2 separate regions of the Hordeum vulgare genome follow, and region 2 is linked to region 1. A link is a contact called in public Hi-C data. All regions are on one chromosome and are shown on one strand. The core of a region is the stretch at or near the end of the contact, and the rest is flanking DNA. Distances in the headings are between cores, read along the strand shown. Region 1 has its middle 85 kb from the start of LOC123400140. Region 2 has its middle 15 kb from the start of LOC123397258.

Region 1 (4,177 bases), core at 575-3,074:
AGCTTTGAGTCATCCACCTACCCATACTCAAAGCAGCCTACACCTCCCCCCTCCTCCATCATGGATCATGTCCATCATTTCCATGTCCACGGCGTCGTACGCCAGCTTGTCCGATTGAGACGTACCCATGAATAGAGAGCAAGCACCGAGCTACTGCACGCCCGTCGTCTGTGACAACATAAGTTTTGCAATGCAGACTCGAAGATAAGGAACGACGCTGTGTTGACGTTGACACAATACGACATGTGCCCGACAACGGATGTGAGGGACTTCCTATCGAGCTATTGGGCAACATAGAAGTAGGGAGGCTTGTATTGGTTTGACGAGAACAACATGTGCATGGAAGTCGACAACAGCATCACCCCGCGTCCCATCCCCCCTCCCCCCCCACCATGCTCGCCCCTTCACATCTGTCGCCCTTATTTTCAGTGGTGCCTCCTTTGCCTTCTGTTTGAGGAGCAGGGCTTGCAGTGTCGCCAAATTGATTCCATATCCTCCGTCATCGGCATCTCCGGCATCTTTTCGTACGGGTCCATGCGACGGCGAAAAAGGTGGGAATCGCAGTGGAGAGCGGTGAGGTGGTAGAGGAGAGGGTTGAGAAGGAGGGATTTTTTTTCGCGAAATAGTGTGGCCAGCTCCAAATGCGTGCGGTCCGCCTCTGTTTTGGGGGGGGGCGAGGGTGACGGAGTCCTACATGGTGAGTGTTCGGACTTCCGGAAAGCCCCCTGATTTGCTTTCAATTTGTGAGAAAATGGGCACGTACACTGGTTTGCGGACAAATACGGGATGTTGTGCTTGTGACGCCCAAATACGGGATGTTGTGCTTGTGACGCCAGTCTATGTTAGAGATGATCTAATTGCTTAATTTTTTGTTGTCCAGGATGTTTATGTCAATTTCCAAGGTGTTTGTGTTTTTATACAACATTAACTTGTTAGTTGGGTGATTGCGGCGCTCAAACTGAATTGTGGTTGAAGAAAATGAGAACTAAAGACTCCGGCTCCAGTAAAACTAAGGCGGACCGTGAGCATCTCTGCCGTGAGTCTTAGGCAGCGTTCGGATTCCCTCCGCTCCGCGACTCCGTGCTGGAGCAGAGCGGAGTCCGGTTACAATTTCTGGAGCTGGTCAAAGCCAGCTCCGCTCGCTCCGCGGAGTGGAGAGTGGCCGAACAGGCATTTAGAGCAACTTGCATCTCCGTCATGAGCGTCTTGGCTGTCCTCAATGTTAGAGTAAATTGCATCTCCGTCGTGAGCGTCTAGGTTGTCCTGGGTGTTACTTGGTTATATAAAAAGAGAGCGGATTTTTTGTGCTCCGGCTCCATAAAGCCAACTTTTTAAGTTTTAAAAAGATGAATAAAAAATACATAAGTACTTGTAGATTTATATTAGATGTGTGTAAAATTTCATCATGAAATATGTTTTTATGTCACATATGCAAAAAGGATCATGTAATTTAACTGTGAGTAGCACATGTGCTAGAAATATGTGATTTCATCACTTTTATGAGCTTGCATAGAAAAGTATTTCATCATGAAACTTCTCAGAGAAATAGTATACATCCACATGTATATTTGTAAAAAAACAGAACTTTTAAACTTAACTGAAGTTTCAAAATAAAGGGCTTTATGGAGCTCGAGCTCCTTTAGTCATTTTCGCAGAGTTGACCCGGTCCCGCAAAGAGACCTACATGCCACCCAACACACGAATATCATATTATATTACAAAAAAGAATTTAATATTAAAAACATGGGCCATGGATAATGAGTGAGTGTGAAGGTTGCAACAACAGGGGATTCTGACAAGGAGTTGAGTTGATGCAGCCAGACCCACTCACCCTTTTCGCGTGGCTGTTGCGGTGGCCTTGTCCTTCAGGGACCTCTTCGACCATTTCAGTCGGCGGATGATGGCTGTGGATTGGTTACTGATAATAAAAGACAAGCTAATTATGTTTGGATTCGAGGGGTCAAGATCAGCGGCTTTCCTTCCCCGAGCACAGACACCAGTCTCACTACCATCCTAAGTAAGCTGCCGACACACAAGGACAGATGGGAAATTACAAGAACAATTGACATGTAAAGAGGCCAGGGACAGTGAGCCCTTTATTTTAAATAGTGTTAAAATGGTACTTTCTTCGTCTCAAAATAAATATTTCAAGCTTAATACTACTAAAATTAATATAATGTTCAGACATTTATTTTAGGATGGAGAGAGCACAGCCTCCGTAAATAAATATAAGAGATTTTGGAGATTTGTTCAAGTCACTAAAACATTTTACATTTTGTTTATAGAGGGGATATTTTGAATGGAAAAATATGCAAACGAGAAGGTGATGATTTTAGTCATATGTGCGCCTTGCAGAAACTTCAAACAAAAAACTTTGAGTTACATGAAGAAAGTAAAAGTGAAATGTAGTCTTGTTTTTCTGATGTATCAGTTGAGTAATCTAACTCTTTTTTTAGAAGAACGGGGAGGGCCTCTCCCCTGTTCCATTTCATAAATGTGGAACATAAATGAAACCAACAGATTGTTACTTTTAGGAATGGACAACTAACATTCACATGAGGCCAAGAGCGAGTACATATACATGTAGTAAAAGACAAGAAACCCTTACAATGGGGACATACAGTAAAGGGACTATACACATCTAACATCCCCTCAAACTCATGGTGGGTCAACAACATTAAATTTGGAGAGAAAGAACCCGTGGCGCGCTCGAGTCTGTACCTTCATGAAGAAGTCTACCGACTGTAACTCAGAGGGCACATAGTGAAGAGCGAGAGTGTGATCCTGCACTGCAGCACGCACAAAGTGGGCATCCACACCAATGTGCTTGGTGAGCTCATGCTACATCGGGTCACGTGCGATACCGAGAGCACCTGTGTTGTCTGACAGTAAGGGAGTCGATGTAGTAGCAAGCACACCAAAGTCCTCAAGCAACCAGCGTAACCAGATCACCTCAGCCGTGAGCATAGCCATCGCACGCAACTTAGCCTCGGTACTCGAGCAGTAAAGTGCAGTCTATTTCTTGGTCTTCCAGGCAATAAGAGAGACACCAAGAAAAACACAGTAAGCAGATAGCGAGCGGCGATCAGAGGGATCATTAGCCCACGTAGCATCAGAGTAGGCCTCGAGCTCGAGTGAGCTGGAGCGGGGAAAGAAAAGGCGATGAGAGATCGTGCCACGAAGATATGGTAGAACACGGAGAAGGTGACTATAGTGGACAGAGGTGGGGGTGCAACAAACTGACTGAGAATGTGGACAGGATAGAAGATGTCAGGACGCGTAACAGCAAGATAGACAAGGCTCCGAACGAGGTGGAGATAGCGAGTGGGATTAGGAAGAGGATCACCGTCAGAAGCACGAAGCTGAATGTTGAGCTCCATAGAAGTCGCAACAGTGCGCTCATCACCCAGAACGGAGCGAGCAAGAAGAATATGAATATATTTTTCCTAGGAGATGAAGAAGCCATCAGGGGTCGAAGAAATCTCAATCCCAAGAAAATAGCGAAAGGGACCAAGATCAGACATGAGGACCTGGTCGCGAAGGCGGGCCTTAACAAAGGAAATGTAGTCGGAGTCATCACGAGTGATGATCATGTCATCAACATAGAGAAGGAGAAGATTCCGACCGCAAGGAGACGTGTGAACAAACAACGCGGGATCATGATCACTCGGAGAGAAGCTCGTGGCATTCTCCACAGAGGCAAAATGCTCAAACCACGCGCGAGGGGCCTGTTTTAGACCATAGATGGAGCATCGAAGTCGGCAGACCATACCATCACGAGCATAGTACCCGGGTGATGGCTGCATATAAACCTCCTCACGCAACTCACCATTGAGAAAAGCGTTCCGGACGTCAAGTTGACACACAGACCAATGATGAACAGAAGCCACAACAAGCAGAGTGCAGACAGTGGTCATGTGGGCTACAGAAGCAAATGTCTCATCATAATCACGTCCTTTCTCCTGCTGGAAACAACGAGCAACAAGACGAGCTTTGTAGCGCTCAAGAGAACCATCGGAGTGAGTTTTAATCTTATAGACCCACTTGCAGGTGATGGGACGAACACCAGAAGGGAGGGAAATATGATCCTAGGCGTGATTGCTCTCAAGGGAAGCAAGCTCCTTGGTCATTGCAAGCTGCCATTCCGACTGAGTCATGGCAGCCTGATAAGATGTGG
Region 2 (4,177 bases), core at 693-3,192, 340 kb before region 1:
TATTTAGAACTAACCTGGACTAACGTTGTTTTCAGTAGAACTATCGTGGTATTGTTTTTGTGCAGAAAATGAAAGTTCTCGGAATCGTCCGAAACTCTTTGATGATTTTTTCTGGGCTAGAAGACAACGGGGGGACCAAAGAAGCTGGCCAGAAGAGCCACGAGGTGGGCACCACCCACCAGGGTGTGCCAGGCCCTCTACCCGCATCCTGGTGGTTGTTCCTTGCCTCATGGCCCACCTTCGTGTGAAACCAACACCCAAAATTCCTACAAATAGAGAAACCATGAGAAATAAACCTAGACGAGAAGTTCCTTCACCGCAAGTCCTCTGTATCGATGAAAACCAATTTGGAGATAAAACAGTACCCTCCAGAGAGAGTAGATCGTCTCGAGTCGCCATCTTCATCATCCCAGCGGAGGCCATGACGAGTAGGGAGTAGTCCATCCTCGGGGCTGACAGTTTGTACCAGTAGCTATGTGTTCAATCTCTCTCTCTCTCTCTCTCTCCCATGTTCTTGAGGTGGCACGATCTTGATGTATCACGAGCTTTGTTAATATAGTCGGATCATATGATTGTATTCCCTTGCTATCATGTTGTGATGAATTGAATCTTTCCCTTTGAGATATCGTTATGTTGGATTGAATATTGGATTTGATAATACTTGATATATGTCTTGCATGTGGATACCCGTGGTGACAATGGGGTGTTCTATTGATTCACTTGATATATCTTTTGGTACTGAACTTTTGGATTCCCGAGGTGACATTGGGGTAATCTATGCATAGGGGTTGATACACGGTCTTGTCCTACTTTCTCTGGTAGAAATCTTGGGGCACTCTTTGAGCTTCTTTGTGTTGGACTGAGTATTATGAATCTGAAATTGTTTGATGCATATCGTATAATTAACTCATGAATACTTGTGGTGACATTGGAGTATCTAGGTGACATTAGAGTTGGTTGATGTGTATCATATGGTGTTATTTTAGTACGAACTCTTGAATAGATCGATCAGAAAGGATAACTTGGTATTATCTTAGTACGAACTCTTGGATAGATTGAGCGGAAAGGATAGCTTTAAGGTGGTTTCGTACCCTACAAGAAATTTATATTTATGTTCTCCACTAGATAAGAACTTTGGAGTGATTCTTCCTTGCACGTTGAGGTAGTAATGTGATCCAATTATATTAGCATTGTTGAGAGATTGCACTAGTGAAAGTACGGACCGTAGGCCTTGTTTTCAAGCATCACAATACGTTTGTGCTCACTTTTGTTACTTGCTACCTTGCTATTTTTTTATAGTTAATATTACATAAATCAATATCTACTATCATTACTACACTTGTATTACCATCTCTTCGCCGAACTAGTGCACCTATACAATTTTTCATTGTATTGGGTGTGTTGGGGACACAGGAGATTTCTTGTATTTGATTGCAGGGTTGTATGAGAGAGAGCATCTCATTCTACACCTCCCACGGACTCATAAACCTTAGGTCATCCACTTGAGGGAAAATTGCTACTATCCTACAAAATTTTGCACTTGCAGGCCCAACATAGTCTACAAAAATAAAGTTGCGTAGTAGACATCAGCCGCCTGCCAAATTTCATCGCAATCAGAGTCTGTTTGATACCGAAATGGTGGACCGTAGCGGCACTATCGTCGGTTTATTCGTTGGCATTTTTCGGTTTTACTAACTCTGTCACGGGCTGCACCATTTCCCTCTCATCTCAGCCCATGAGCCTCTACATAGCCTAACCAGCCAACCTAGCCACCCCTCGCGTTCGGAGTCATCCGATCATGATCGCACAGTCAAAATCGAAGATAAAAACCCCACCCCCATTTGCTATAAATAGACGCCCTAGTCTCCCTAATTTGGCCTAAACCCTAGCCACCCTTGATTTTCGTGCCCCTCCAGCTTCAGCCGCCTCTAGCCTCCTCCCACCTCGCGCTAGTCCCGCCTGAGCCCATGCAGGCCCACGTGAGCTCGTTCCCGCAGCCAGCCGCTGCTAGCATGCGCAGCCCTGCGCCCCCGGTCATCCCACACCCGTCTGTGTACCGCCAAGCCTCGCTAGCCCCGCCGCCTAGCCAGCTGCTTGCCGCTAGAGTTTCGTGCCGCGTGCCGCCGGCCGGTCTCGCCTTTGCCCCAGATCGGCCTGCCTCCACGCCGCCTCAAGCTCCCTCATGGCCCCGTCCTGATCATGTCCCTATCGCCACCTAGCCGCCGGAGATGGGTGTCGCCAGCCGGATCTGGCGAGCTGCACCCGGGTCCGTCGGACCTCCTGCGCCCGTCGCCCGGCATCCTCCGTGCCGCCTGCCATCACCGGTTACGAGGAGTTCCACCCCTCCAGCGCCCCGTCCCCAGCACCGTTGGCCGAAGTTGTTGGTGGGCTGCGTCGCCCAGGCCCAGCCATGCTCCGACCCCGCCAGCCCACCACCAGCTGCTTCCCCAAGCCAGCGTCCCGAGCCCATCTCCATGGAACGGGCCCAACCCACGGGATGATCGCCATTTCCCTATACTGCGTGCAAGCATTATTTTGCCATATTGCGCACAGTGCAGTTTGGACCAAAAGATCTTAGTTTTGGCCCGTGAATAGATCTATTCTGCCCAACGGATTTGTCCAATTTCTACTGCATTAATAATTTCAGAAAAAGCATATTTTTAAACTTCTAATAAATAATTAACCATGCATCGGATGAAAATATTTTCAATATTTAAAATGTTCAGAATTTCGTGTAGATTAAAAAATTTCAACTTTCATCCATGTTATTTAAATGGGTTGTTTGAAATGATTTAATTCATAGAAAATTCACCGTCCATCGAAATTAAAAAAATTATACATGAAAAACGCTTAAAATTTTGTGTAGTTTCACAATAACAAACTCTCACATGTGTTAAAAATGTTTAAACTTGTTGTTTAATTAAATTTGCGTAGATGTCATGTTAAAATGATTTATTTCATAACTAATTAACCATAGCTTCGATTAAAATGTTCCACATATGTAACTTGACCAGAAAAATGTGTAAAATAACATGGTGGCATTTATTTTGCTGTTTAACAACTCTAAAATTGTTTATAGGCAGAACAGTATCGAAACGTTAATTTGCATGGGACTTCTCGGAATTGTTATTCGTTGTTGCGGTCTCATTTAAACTTTCCTAGAGTTTCATGTAGGTCATAATAACTTGTTGCATCCACCTTTAACATTCTTGTGACTATCATTTGCATACATTTTGCATTCATGCATATTATCGGTGTTGGTCATATCTTTTAAACTGTAGCTCCGTTTTAAATGATCTATATATGTAAATCGGCTAGCATGGCGTGTACAATCACATGGTCTACTTTATTTTTCTATTTAATGTATATAAAATGTGTTTAGTACAGATCTGGATCAATGTTGAAATTAACACATTGGGTCATTTCGGAAATGCTATATGTTGTTTCTGACCTTATTTAAAATGTCTAGGTAGTGTAGTTTATTTATGCTTCACCAATTGTCATGTTTAAAAACATTTAATATTTCCGTGTAAAAAAATGGGAGTGAATTAAATGATTCAAATGTGGAGTTTCATCAATATGTAACTCGTTGCATATTGAGCTTCACTTAATATGTAGGATTTGATTGTTGTGCCTTGTCATGCCTGCTTAAATTAAATGGACATGGATCATAATTTCTTGCATATCATGTCATGTATATGTGTGGTGCTATTGTGTGTTGATTGTTGTTCCGGATTGCTTCTTCTCGATAGAGTTCCAAACCGCTTTGGAGTGTGAGGATCCGTACGACTACGTTGGTTCGTATGCTTCACGGATTCGTTCTTCTTCTAAGCGGGATCACAGTCAAGATGATCAGTTCCCTAGATACCACTACTATCATTGCCATGCTAGGTGCTTCGTTGCTATCGCTATGTCTCGCTACCTACCACTTAAATGTAAGCCTCCCAACATTGTCATGAAAAGCCTCTAACCCCTCCACAACCCAGCAAAACCTTGTATGGCTATGTTATTGCTTGCTCAGCCTTCTTGTAGTGTTGCTAGCTGTAGGTGCAGATGCTTTCCATGTGAAAACATGGGTCCTTGTCATATCACCATATTGTTGCTATTTAATTTCATGCACCTATATACTTGGTAAAGGTGGAAGGCTTGGCCTTCTAGCCTGGTGTTTTTTTTCATC

What was found. Hi-C and Micro-C count contacts between places; a contact is called where the count stands out from the background.
Region 2: a contact with region 1 is called in a Hi-C map of leaf, with 2.0 times the contacts expected there. The contact joins two enhancer-like sites. A contact is called at or near these places in 2 of 6 Hi-C or Micro-C datasets (leaf and seedling).

What each region holds. Positions count from the first base shown.
Region 1 is chr5H:147,922,063-147,926,239 of MorexV3_pseudomolecules_assembly, reverse strand. No RefSeq gene overlaps it. Among protein-coding and RNA genes, the nearest start is that of LOC123400140, 85 kb to the right of the region's middle. Within about 2 kb of position 1,824, at least 1 of the 3 cell types and tissues checked has open chromatin away from gene starts, as enhancers often do. A contact at or near this core is called in leaf, where this site is marked.
Region 2 is chr5H:148,265,661-148,269,837 of MorexV3_pseudomolecules_assembly, reverse strand. No RefSeq gene overlaps it. Among protein-coding and RNA genes, the nearest start is that of LOC123397258, 15 kb to the right of the region's middle. Within about 2 kb of position 1,942, at least 3 of the 3 cell types and tissues checked have open chromatin away from gene starts, as enhancers often do. A contact at or near this core is called in leaf, where this site is marked.